Regions from separate parts of the Arachis hypogaea genome. Here region 2 is linked to region 1. The links are chromatin contacts, called in public Hi-C maps. All regions are on one chromosome and are shown on one strand. Each heading gives the region's core, a stretch centred on a gene start, on an enhancer-like site or on the middle of the called end of the contact. The rest is flanking DNA. Distances are from core to core; before and after follow the strand shown. Region 1 has its middle 34 kb from the start of LOC112797081. Region 2 holds the start of LOC112797081 (kinetochore protein SPC24 homolog).

What was found. Hi-C and Micro-C count contacts between places; a contact is called where the count stands out from the background.
Region 2: a Hi-C map of leaf shows a contact between it and region 1, with 2.1 times the contacts expected there. The contact joins the promoter of LOC112797081 here to the enhancer-like site in region 1. A contact is called at or near these places in 3 of 8 Hi-C or Micro-C datasets (leaf and an unstated tissue).

What each region holds. Positions count from the first base shown.
Region 1 is chr4:102,409,729-102,416,639 of arahy.Tifrunner.gnm2.J5K5, forward strand. It overlaps the pseudogene LOC112797080. Among protein-coding and RNA genes, the nearest start is that of LOC112797081, 34 kb to the right of the region's middle. Within about 2 kb of position 4,188, at least 1 of the 3 cell types and tissues checked has open chromatin away from gene starts, as enhancers often do.
Region 2 is chr4:102,444,330-102,451,015 of arahy.Tifrunner.gnm2.J5K5, forward strand. LOC112797081 (kinetochore protein SPC24 homolog) reads left to right here and starts at 2,833. Exons shown (of 7, transcript XM_025839838.3): 1 at 2,833-3,373; 2 at 5,073-5,190; 3 at 6,026-6,253. The coding sequence starts at 6,076.

The DNA.
Region 1 (6,911 bases), core at 2,938-5,437:
TGGGTATGTTGATAATGGCAGGGCAGAAGATGGATTGAAGCTTTTCAAGACAATGTTAGAGACTGGGGCCAAGCCTAATGCTGTGAGCTTGACTAGTGTGTTGTTGGGTTGTAGTAACCTATCAGCATTGCAACTTGGTAGACAAGTTCATCAGTTAGTTTGTAAATCTCCATTGAGTAGTAAGCCGGAACTTCATTGGTTAGCATGTATTCCAAATGCGGGGGGAGCTGAAGGACGCATGGAAATTGTTCGTGCAGATCCAACGGAAAGACCTTGTATCATGGAACACAATGATTTCTGGTTATGCACAACATGGAGCTGGTGAAAAAGCTCTGGAGTTATTTGATGCAATGAAAAATGATGGCATGAAGCCAGATTGGATTACTTTTGTAGCAGTATTTTTAGCTTGGAACCATGCAGGATTTGTAGATCTCGGGGTCCAATATTTTGATGCTATGATAAGGGATTATAGAATTGAAGCTAGGCCAGAACACTATGCTTGCATGGTTGACCTTCTTGGTCGACGTGGTAGGTTATCTGAGGCAACAGACCTGATAAAAAGTATGCCGTTTAAGCCACATCCTGCCATCTTTGGAACGCTTTTGGGAGCCTGTAGGATCCATAAGAACCTAGACCTGGCCGAGTTTGCTGCCAAGAATCTGCTTGCGCTTGATCCAAATAGTGCAACTGGATATGTTCAATTGGCCAATATTTATGCAGCACAAAATAGATGGGAGCATGTTGCTAGGATTCGGAGATCGATGAAAGACAACAATGTAGTGAAGGCACCCGGATATAGTTGGATTGAGATACAGAGTGCGGTGCATGAGTTTCGGTCAAGCGACCGATTGCACCCAGAATTGGTCTCTATACATAAAAAACTAAATGAATTGGAGGAAAAAATGAAGATGGCTGGCTATATTCCGGATCTTGAGTTCGCATTGCATGATGTGGAAGAGGAGCTGAAAGAACAGCTTCTTCTATGGCACAGTGAGAAATTGGCAATTGCATTTGGACTTTTAAAGGTACCATTAGGGGTTCCAATTAGGGTATTCAAGAACTTGAGAGTTTGTGGAGATTGCCACAATGCAATAAAGTACATATCAGCTATAGAAGGAAGAGAAATCATTGTTAGGGATACCACTAGGTTTCATCATTTTCAAGGATGGGTCTTGCTCCTGCAGTGATTACTGGTAATCTTGCCATTGTGCAACCAAAACAATGCAATTGAATTCAGTCAAAGGTAAACCAGTTAGTTCAATGAACTTCATTATACATGCCAAGAACAAAAAGTTTCACCTTAATGAAATATTTTTTTCGTTTTCACGCCAAACCCGCGTTTGTTCTCCTTCATTCTCACGCCACTTACTTCTTCCTCGTTCTCTTTCGTTTTCACCCCACTTCATCTTGTTCCTCACCTTTGTCTACTCTCATGGTTGCTGCTCACCATCGCGCTCACCAAGTCATCATTCTCTGTCTCACTCTCTATCCTCTCTTTCTCACTTGTTCTCACTCGCTCTCTCTTTTCAGTGTTGCAGGTGTGTATGGCTATGATGTTGATGATGAACTACAATGGCTAATTGAGTCAAAGAAGGTATGTTTCGATTTTCAATTGGTTATGTGAAATTTAGAGGGTTTTGGGTTCCAATTTTGGGGTTTTTAATTTTGGGGTTTTAGCTTCTGATTCACGATTGGTTCTAATTTTTAGGTGATTGACTTCTCATGTGGTCACCTGTCTGCTTGCTAGTCTTCTGATTTTTGGGTGATTGACTTCTCTTCACTTTATTGTTATAACTAATTTCCTTCCTCCCATGCGCAGTTCTTTTAATTTCCAGTTGGTTTTGGCTACCAGTATCAACAATCTCACTTCTTGCATTAGCACTTAGCAGCTAGTAACGATCAAAGGTCAGTTTTAAGGTGCATGTCCTGTTTCTGTAGTGTAATTAATCACTGGAATCAATTTTATTGTAGAATACTGCAGGTTGGTACATGATTAGTGAAAAGCCATTAGTTAGATTCAATTTAACTTCTGCCAGTTTATTATTTTACCATTTTGTCAGTAACAGCGATGATTGAACATAATTCTGCAATAAAGAATAACCCAATTTGATATTTGATCTCAAGATTCTATTTTAGCCAATGTTCATCAATAAATTTATTTAGAAGTGAAACTAGAAAAAACGATATAGTGTTGACTTAAGGGAAAAGAAACCAAAAGAAAGAAATGAAACATTTTCATTGACTAACAATCCCCATTATTGTTATTATTGTTGTAGAAGAATTGTTGTTTTGTTAAATGTATGGCTTTTGTTCTGCTGTTGTGTTGTGTTGCTTAGATTTGATAGCATAAGGGTGGGGGTGTTAGAGATGATGACTTTGTTGTGTTTGGTCCTCTGATTTTGGCTGTGTTTGTGTGTATGTTGTATGCTGAACTGCTCTGGGGTCTTCCCACCCTGACTGCCGTTCTTGGGTTTTGGTGAATGGTGAGTGTTGATGTATCAAATTTAAAAAAAAGAAAAAAGTGAGTGGAATTGTTGTTGTTCTGGTTTACTAAAGTTTTTGCTATTGCCTACTAGTTCTTGCTGGTTGCTGCATTCTTGCCAATTGCCATGCTTGCTGTGTCTTTTTTGCAATTTGTTAATTTGTTAGCTTGTTAATCACTTAATTGCTGTTGTGTTAGATGTTATTAACTCTTTTGCTATGTTGCTATTGACTTATTACTCATTGCTACTCCCTAGTTGTTTTTACTGATCCTTACTTTGTTATTATTGTGTTAATTTAATTGTTCTTGTTATTAGATTTTTTGTGGTTGATTATTAAAAAATTGAAGGAAGCTAGTACCCTTAGGTGTGGTTCCTCTAAAAATCAGAACCAATCAAGAAGTAACATTGCTAAGATGTGGACCCTTCGGTGTGGTTCCTCTAAAAATTATGTGTAGTCTTCTACATTCTCAATTGGTTTCTACATAGTTCATGATTCTAGTGTCATTGTAGCACTATTATTGTTACTCATAACTTGAGCTTTACAAATCATAGTCACAAACCTGAGACATAAGGCTTTCATGTACAAATAAACTTTATGGCCATGACATGCTATGACATGCATGCACATTAATGTTCATTTTGTGAACATTATGCCAAATGTGTCCTGCTTGGGTCTTCATATTTTATCTTCTTCTTCTTCTTGATTGTTTTGTTTTTATGAACCATGTTAATTTGAGCCATATGATAAACTATTGCAGCATGCCAAATATCTAACTGCCTGGTTCACAGAATTTCTTCTTTACACTAATACCCTTTTATTCGGTCATGGCTAATGAGTAGAGGACAAATGCTGGTAGTGCGGGTTGAGAATTTTGATTTTTCATTTTTCATTTTTGTTACGCAAGGTGTAATTGGGCTTTGTCATTTCCCACTTACGGTCTTAGTGTGCTTTCTTAGCTTTCTACCAACTTTTTCATATGCCTAGATATTTAATGTTGATCATGATTTTAAGTTTTTGGAAACTTTTCTCCTCAACTTATATAATTGAACTAATTTTTATGGTTGACTCAGAATCTCTTAATTTTAATATATTTTTTGAGTTATTTCGTTAGCTTGGTAACAATTGGTGATATGTTTAAAATTAGTTTTTGAGATTAAGCTAAATCAACTTAACTGTATATATTTAACACCATTAATGTTTAACCCTGTTTATCCTTTTCATTACATTCTTGACTATAGTAACTGGCATTCCTTGTCTTTGCTAATAGTTAATATAAAGACATTAAACCAAACTAAAAGGTATGTAGCATAGATCTAGTATGCTAAATCAAGTTACTAGATAGAGTATTGGTGCATTTGACCTAATCTCTTGGTTGTCTTGTTTAATGTGTGTTTCTCATTCTTTTGGGGTGCTTACCGATTTTATTTGGTGGTTTATGTTTTATGTGTGTGAGTTTCGTTCCTTTTCCTGAGTTTTTGGACTACGCTATTGAGTGTTGACTTAATGTATTTTTCTTATTGGGTTTTTTCCCGACATTTTTTCTTTTTTCTGGTTACTTTTTCCTCTTATTTTTTGTAACAAAAGTAAAAAAATAAAAAAAAAGTAAAATTGAATAAATAATGAAATAAATAATACTGGTTAGATATGATTATGCTATACATATCAACTTTGCACATCTTTAATTAGCGGACACATGCCAGTGAAATTTGTGTCAAAAGCCAAAATGATGGCTTGGTTTTTTGCTATTGATAATGTGTCAATAATGTCCATAAAGTGGGGCTTGCAGTTTTTATTTAAATTTTCTATGCCAAGTGTCACCAATGTCAGCTAGCTTTATACTCATGTGATAAAGATTTAGTTTGCAACAAATATTTAATACATTTGATTGGATGAAAATTAGGCGAGTGCAATTATTGCCCCCATTAATTGCGGACTTGACTGACTTATATAAACAGAGCCAACCTCTAACCAAAGGAGGCCATCAAAGAAGCAAAGCTCATTTTTTGAAGTTATATATATCTATTGTAGTAAGAGTAAAATTCATTGTGAGTGACATATATTGAAGATTTGTATTTGTATTTGCTTGTGGTTTGTAATATTATTGACATCTCTGTTATTTGATTTAGAATCCAAGATGGTGCTGTCCAAATTTAAAGTGGAAAAATTTGACGGGTCCAACGATTTTAGCTTATGGAAACTGAAGGTACAAGCATTGTTGGTTCTACAAGGTTCAGAAACAGCATTAGAGGGTAAAGAAAAACTATAATCTGCATTATCTCCCGAAAAGAAAGAGGAGCTAATGGTCAAAGCATGGAATACTATAAGGTCATGCTTAGCAAATAATGTTCTGCGAGAGGTTACGGAAATGAAGACTCCTGATTCACTATGGAAGGCTTTGGAAGAAAAATATTCCGCAAATACTTTGTCTCACAAATTGCATCAATGGGAGCGAATGTGCACGTTCAAATACCTGGAAGAAAAGTCAATGCAAAATCACATAGAAGAATTTGATCGAATGATATCCGATGTTAGAGCAGCTGGAATAAAAGTGTGAGATATTGATCAAGTTGCGAGTTTGTTGAATACAATACCTCCATCCTATGATGATTTTTGTGATACCATACTCTATGGTAGGTCTGACATCTCAAAGATGTTAAAGAGGAATTGATGATAAAAGAGCAACATAAATTAGAATTTGAATCCAACAATGGCAAGTGTACAAACAGGTTGTTTGTGATGAGAGGTTGTAGTAAAAAAGATCGGAAAGCAAGAGCAAGACAGGATCAAAGTCCCAAAAGCATAAATTGGTGACATGTTACCATTGTCACCTAACGGGGCAATCAGAAAATTCTAGCAACATAATCATTGAAAGTTTTCATGATACGGATACTGGTTTTGCCTTATCTGCGTTCCTGAATGATCATGTAAATGAGTAGCTATGTTTACTTTTTTCATAAGTTATTTATTTATTTTTGGGAGTAATAATGGGTATTTTCTGTCATTTGAGTTTTGACGACTCTCTCAATTTCAGTCCTCTGTTTTTGGGGTTTTGCTATATGTTGTGAAATAATTAGTGGATGTCTGAATGCTAAATCAAAGAATTGTTAGTGACTTGTGATTTGTATATGCTCTAATAATTTTGCAAGCCAACTTTCGGTGCCACTTTGTTTTATCATTGCAATCGTTTGGTCTTGAGTTATTCTATTATAGGTTGGTGAATTATTTTATAAATAGAGCTTGGAAAGCTTTCGGATGTACCAAAAACACAAGTGACCAGGGTTAAAAGGAGTTTGGAAGGAAAGAAGGTGGAGTCAAAGGCGAAAAAAATCTGCCATGTTCACATGATGATGAATGAGAAGAGGGTGGGTATCACCTAAAAAATGGTATTCGAGAATCCATGAAGATGATCATGTGGAATTATCGGAATTTGAAAAAATTTTTGACAATTCACAATATTAAAGGTTGTGTTCAACCCATTCTCTCAAGGTGGTGTTTTTATGTGAAACAAAAATTACAGCCTTGCCTGTGGAGAGAATTCTTGGAGGTGCAGGTTTTAAGAATTTCATTTGTGTTGATCCAAGAGGGTTGGCAAGAGGTTTAGTAGTGATATGGAAGTAGGGATGGCAACACTACCCGAACCCACGGGTACCAACCCCATCCCTATCCGTTCGGAGCGGATAATTACCCGCACCTGCACCGGGGCAGGTTTTAACGGGGTGGGGCGGGGTCGGGTTTAGGTTAAACCCGCCCCTACCCGCCCCGTTATATATAATAGATATATAAATATATATTTTTAATATATAATATATGTAATATATATAAAATAATTAGTAAAATGATTAATAATATTGTATCATATTTAAATTTTTACTTTAATTTATGTTATGTATATAAATAATAGTTATATAATTTTTAAAATTTTATTTTATTTTTTGGATTTAATAATTATAGGGGCGGGTACCTACAGGGCGGGTTAGGGTTTAACATTTTACTACCCGCGGATAGAGGCGGGGCGGGTTCAATGCGGGTTTTTGTTGAACGGGACGGGGTCGGGTAGAGCAAAAACCCGCCCCTATCCGCCCTATTGCCACCCCTATATGGAAGGAAGGGAAGAAAATACAGATTATGCAATATGAAGACTACTTAGTACATTTTAAATCGGATGACTCTATGGGCTTGAAGTCATGGGATGTGATGGGAGTTTACTTGTACACTAATGAGATATAAAGAGAAACACAATTTAGCCAAATTCTAAATATCATGGCTAACACAGGTAAACACTGTTTAAGTATTAGTGACTTTAATCCTGTAACTACTTACCATGAAAAGGAAGGAGAAAGGATGAAATCTGCTACTTCCATTTAAATTTTTTTAAATTTTATCAAAAATGAAAGACTAGTTGATTTGGGGTTTGAAGGAAAGAAATT
Region 2 (6,686 bases), core at 1,583-4,082, 33 kb after region 1:
AGTCTTTTGAAAATGGTGGGTGGAAGTTGTTGATAATTAAAAAAAAAAAAGAAACAAAAAAATGTCTATTACTCACTATTAATTTTCTCTAACTAATATGAAAAGCATGTAGCTCATTCATCTTTGACAATAATTTTTCCTTAACTGAATAGCTTCTCTTAGATAGAAAGAAGATAAGTGAAGAAGATAAATGTTATAGATATATCATACATTAACTTAGTTTTTTGTTGTTGTCTTTTTATATAATTTAATTATAGTAAATATCTCTTTTTTTTACTTGTGTGAAGTTTTTTGACTCAATTTTATTCAACAAATAAAAAATTTATTTATCTTTGAAAAAAATAAAAAAAAAAACTAAAACTGTTAAATGTATATTATAATTAATATAATATTACTTAATATGTCACATTAGTAATTTTTAATGTCGTAAATAGAGGTGACAAAGAAAATCAGAGACCAATTTAAAAAATGGACAATCAGGTACTTGCCGAAATATGAGTAAATAATCATTTCTAACTATAAAAGATTTGGATGCTGTCGTCTTTACCCATGAAAAACGAAAATTAAAGTTATATTCATGAAAGATAGGCTTTTGCATATAAAATTATCCAAACCCTAAAAAATTAAATAAAATTTCTCAACTACCTTCTAGTATAACCTAACTTTAACATCTAATTTTACTTTACATCATCACTCTCCCAATTCCAAACTCTACCACCACTCTCCTATCCCCCAACTACCATCATCACTGCTCCCATCACTATCACCACTACCGCTAGCACCACCTCTACTGCTCCTGGACACTACCTCAACACATGTTCGATTCCACCATTACTATCCATCATTATCATCATCGAAAACGTAGAACACACACATCATAGAACTCACCAAATCCAAAATTTTGTTTATCTCTCGTACTTTCTCTTCTATTTTCATCAAAATCTAACCATGGATCCTATTTCATGTAAAAATAAAGGAAAAAATCATTTTTTGTTTTATTTTTCTCCAAAATCAAAGGTACCCAAAAAAGCAAAGAAAAAGAACACATCTAAAAAATTTTAACTTTTTCAATTTCTTCACTATTAACCTCACTTTCTCTTTCGTCCTATTCTTCATAATCCTCCTCAAATTTGGCCAACACTTTTCAGTATGAACAATGTCAAATGGTGACCCTGTTTTGTTCTGTTCCTAAAACTGTTCCCAAACTAAAGCTTGGTCAAGGTAATTACTTGGAGTTGGTTTTGAGAAGTGAAAATACTTTTCAAGTTTAGATTTCGAGATAGTAGAGGAACTTGGTGAAGTGGTGAATATGTGAAGTTCATGGCCTCTTTTTGCAAGAGCAATATGGATAATCATAGCATGGCATTCAAGCCCTCCGACATGAGATCCCTGAGGCCATCTCTTAACAAAGAGTGCAATCTTGAGAAGCTTTGAAGGTGGCTTTGATGAGAAGATAAGGTGGTTCCGTGCAAAAGGGTATGAGAGGAGGTTGATGATGGTTTGGTTTTGCTTTTCTTCTATTACTCTTAGATGGTATGGTGAGAAATAGCAGTGGTTCCACGAGTGGAATATGATGACAGAACAGAAAACGAAGTGGTAATGACGGTGGTGGTGATAGTGATGGCAGTGGTGATGGCAGTAGTTGAGGATGAAAGTGGTGGTAAGGTTTGGGATTGGGTGAGTAGTGGTGTGGAGTAAAATTCGAGGTTAGACTTAGGTTACATTAGAGGGTAGTTTGGAAATTTTATTTAATATTTTAGGATTTGGATAATTTTTTCTGTAAAAACCCATCTTTCATGGGTATAACTTTAATTTTTGTCTTTCATGGGTAGAAATGTTAGCATCCAAATCTTTCATGGTTAGAAATGGCAATTTACTCGCCAAAATATCCTACCACTTCCACATCGCATTTTGGATTCAATTGCCTACGAATACCTACTTCTTCGAGTCACTCTACCCGATCTCAGTGCCCCTCTCTCTCTCTCTCTCTCTCTCTCTCTCTCTCTCTCTCTCTCTCTCTCTCTCTCTCTCTCTCTCTCTCTCTCTCTCTCTCTCTCTCTCTCTCTCTCTGACCGTTGTTTATCCACCAATAGCATCTGCCGTCGCCTAATATCTCTGTTACTGGCATCGCAACGAACGCTGTCTCCTACAAAAATTTAGGTATGCAGTGTTGTTCTTCATGTTATATTAGTGGTTCTTTCGAGTTAATACTCAAAATGGTCCCTAAACTTGCAGTCGAGTTTCAATGTCGTTTCTGAACTTAAAATTGCCCCAAATTTGTCCTTGAACTTAACAACGGTCGTTCGTGAGATACTTTCCGATGACGGAAAGATGACGTGGTTGGACGGAAGCCATGCTGCACTGGTAAAACATCGTTGTATCATTTTTTGCGCCGAAATAGATACTTTACGATATCGTTTATGTTCTATTTGGGTGCAAAAAATGAAACGACGATGTTTTACCAGTGCAGCGTGGCTTCCATCCAACCACGTTATCATTTTGTCATCGGAAAGTATATCATGAACGATCGTTGTTAAGTTTAGGGGCAAATTTAGGGCAATTTTAAGTTCAGAAATTATATTGAGGTTCAACTACAAGTTCAAGGACCACTTTGAGTACTAACTCAGCTCTTTCTAAGGGTGTTAGAAGAAATTAGTTTAATCAAACTGAAGTAAAATAACCAAATTGAGATCACAATTTTTATAAAACCAAACTATAAAAAAACTGGTTTCTAAGTTGAATGAATGTCAAAAATCTAAATATCGATGATTCTAAAAATCGGATTGAACCGATCTATTTGATCAATCTAATCACGAATCAGGTGCTAATGCAGTTTGGTTCAATATCAAAAACCATTTTTTTTTTTTAAAAAAGGGCTAAAAATAATTGAATCTGCCAGAAATTGGCCGGTCGGATTGAATCAGGACCCGGTCGGTTTTCTTGAAGCGACGTGGTTTCGTTTTTAAGAAAAAGAACGCGCCAGTATCTCTTCGGTCCTCACCCAGTCACCCCTCTGCGCTGCAGTCCCCCACCCCCAAATCACAACCCTAGGTCACAAAAGTCTTCCCCACCGCCGCAGGGCGTGAGAATCAGCGCCACCGCCCATTGCTCTCAGTCACCTTGAAACCTTCAACCAAGCTTCCCTCTCTCAAAGAAAGAAAAAAAGGTGACCAACCCTAGCCTCCATTGTTGCCGTCGTTCTTCTCACCGCCGCCGTCCCGCCGTTCTTCGCCAGCTTCTTTTCTTCGCGCGTAGCCAGCTTCTTTGCCTGGTCCAGTTTCGTCGTCTGTTGCATCGCCACTGCCGCCAGCTTCTCCACGTCACATTGTTGCTCCCTCTCCTCCCTACTCTGCTCGTTCGAAGACCACCGAAGGTTAGTTAATTTTTCTTGCTTAATTTTTTTGTTTTTAATCAGTTGTTTATAAGAAAATGTGATTGGTTAATTTAGTTTTTAATGTGTTTAGAATGATTTAGTAAAAAAAAAATAGTTAATTTTGTGTATGTTTGTGAACTCTGGTTGATTAAGTCCGTTACGGGCTTACTTCTTGATGATAAATTGATACTGATTCTTGTGATAAATTGATACGGGCTTGTTGAATTGATGCTTAGTGAATTTACTGGAATTAAGTTACGCCATGGTTTCTGTAGGAGAAGCATTATATCTCTACTACTATCCGTGTTCTCTTTTTAATTACAATTTGATTTCATCATATGTGGGGTTTTGTGGCCATTCCTTTGCAAAATCATAAAAGAAGTTTTGTAATTAATCATTATTGGAAACAAAAATAAATGTCACTTTGGTTTTTTATTAGCGATTTTGCTATCAACATATTATTTCCGTTAATAAATCTTTGGAATTGAATTACAGGTTTCTTAATTCTTATAGGAGTTAGTTTCTTAATCTTGTGCTTAGATTGTAACTGTTAATTTCAGTTATGGATGATAATATAAATCAAGAAGCATTTGCTCATAATAATAATATTTTCTGCCAATCAAGAAGCATTTGCTTAGATTGTGACTATCTTCCATTTTTTCTCTTCCAATATGCTCTGTTGAGACTGTTTTCTGCCTCAGTCATTATATGCTGAATGTTTTCATTATTCTCTTCCAATTGGGGATTGTATTCTTTTCCATTTTTTCTCTTCCATTATGCTCTGTTCACCACACAGGAGATTTGTGCAGTTGGGTGTGGTCAGGTATGATTATTATTTTGTTTTATTTTATTTTTCAATTTGATGATATCTTTGATCTTTGTTGCCTGTGTTGGTGTTTGTTGATGGCCTGGAGTTTTGAGCTGTTTGTTAGATATGAGTTTAGATTGTGATAAATTTTGATAATTATTGTGTTTTGAGAAGGTTTGGTTTAGTGATTAGGTTGAGCTTAATTGCAAAAGAGGTCTTGCTACTCAGTTGTAAGGATTGTATAGTATTAATTATAATTGCATTTTGTTTGAACTTATTAACTTATTAAATGATTAGGTTGACTTATTGAATAGTATTCATTGATTGGAATTGCATTTTGCTTTAGATGGTGATGATTTTTCTTATGGAATGACTAAGTTTGTATTAGACTACAAGTATGTACTAGGATGTTTATTTATAATTTATTTATTATTTTATTATAAAACGGTTTTTCCGGTTGGACTACGATTGAACTGATTGGACCAGTAAACCAGTGAACCAGTGATCGGAGTGGTTTGATGACCGGTCCGATTTTTAGAACCTTGCAAACATAAAAAACCTCCATGATGCTACGGTGCACCATTACAAACGGCTAAACCCTAGCACACCACTTCGGCCCTAGCTTTCGTTGCTTACTTCCGGATTGGAGAGCATTAGGAACGGTCTCCGCGTTCTGTATTTCTTAGTTTCGTTTAATTATACACATTAGTCTCCAGCAAGAACAAGTTTCAAATCATGGTTTAAAGCTGCTGCAAGTGCAATATGATTTTGGCATTCAAGTTATTATTTTATCTTGTACAGTTTTGTATGCAGTTCATCCATATTTTCTTTGTTTATTTTCTTTTTCTATTTGCCATTCATTACCCTTGTCCTATCTTTATGTTTTAATAGAATTGGAACCAGGGGAGACAGCCATCTTACATCTGGGTATGCTCCATTTCGTTCAAAGCTTCTACCTTTCGTGGATGATCACTGTTTTAGAAAGCTAGGTACTGCTGCTGCATAAACAGTAAGAATCTCACTTCTTCAGGTTTTTGTAGCCTCTTGATTTTGTTTTTAACTTCTTCATGCTTGGTGATTTGTTCAACTCAAACTCCCCGATTCAAATGTTTGACAAATTAAATAATTGACATCAGTGCTTGGGCCTTAAATAATAAGTAATATGTAGTGTGTAAAGGTATTTGTAATGTGATTATATTTTCCTGTGGTCCGCTGAAATGAATAAGAATGTTGAAGAATAAAATGATGTAGTAGCATCATCAGGACACTAATTAATTTCTGGGCATATATATAGCATGAAATATATTGAAATGTTAAGAATAATAATAAGGACAAAAGAACACAGTGGAGTCTTAAATATATTGAAATATTTAAGAATGCCAAAATATGGATGATTCCCTATGCACTTGAAACTTGTGTTGATATATAATTTATTTTCCAGAATCAAGGAGTTGACTACAAATTTGTTACTAATTCTTCTCATGATTTTAATTACAATTCGGGACTTCCATCCATACTTGATCAACTTTGAAGGTGAAGTGAAGTAAAATATCTCAAATTTGACAACTTGAGGGTTCTGACTTCTGGGAGAGGGAGAGGGAGAGGGAGAGGGAGAGGGAGAGAGAGAGAGAGAGAGGGAGGAGGGAGGGAGGGGGAGGGGAGGGAGAGGGAGAGGGGGAGAGAGAGAGAACTTGTTATGTGAAAAAAACAGCTTGGTTTAGTGCGGTTTCAGTCCAGTTTATGAAAAAAAACTGAACCATGAACACCCCTAGTTCTTTTTCCTGCTAGAACCTATATTTGTGTCTCTTGTTTTCTAATTTCTATTTACTCTTGGTATGGTGAAGAGGAACGCACAGAAGAGACTCCTTTTCCCTTTTTCCCACTCAGATTTCCAATGGTGGATCCTTCTAGAACCATCGAGGTAGAGAAGTTGATCTCCTGGTGCGACGACCTCGTCAAGATCCTATCGGATCGGCACGACATCGACAACCTTGCTCTATGTCTCCGACGCACTACTTCCCTCTCTTCCACCTGCAATTCCGACCTCAACCATGTCCGCAACTTGCTCCAAGGTCTTTTTCATTCCTCCAATTTTTGTTGTTCTATTTAACTCATCTGGTGCCGCGATTTTGTTCCATTTTAGTAGGTACTATTCGAATTTTGCAATGCAATGGTAGAAAGAGAAAAGGTGGGAATTTGAGAATTTTATTTTGTTCAAAAAATTCATTTTATGATGATGAGGGGTAAGTACATTGGTTATTTGGTTACCTCGGATGTTGTAGCTGCTAATGTTGCAACTTTGATGAAGATGTTGATCTTCAATTTCTGGTATCAACTCACAAGTCTTTCTTATGATTTTGAACATTTCAACAATATCATAAATATAATTCATTTAAAAGCAGAGCAGAAGTTTTAAGCAATGTCTTTCTATTTTACAAAGCTAGCAAATTTGCCTCTATGGTTTACTTATATATAACATAAGTTCAGTCTAAATTATGACAATCT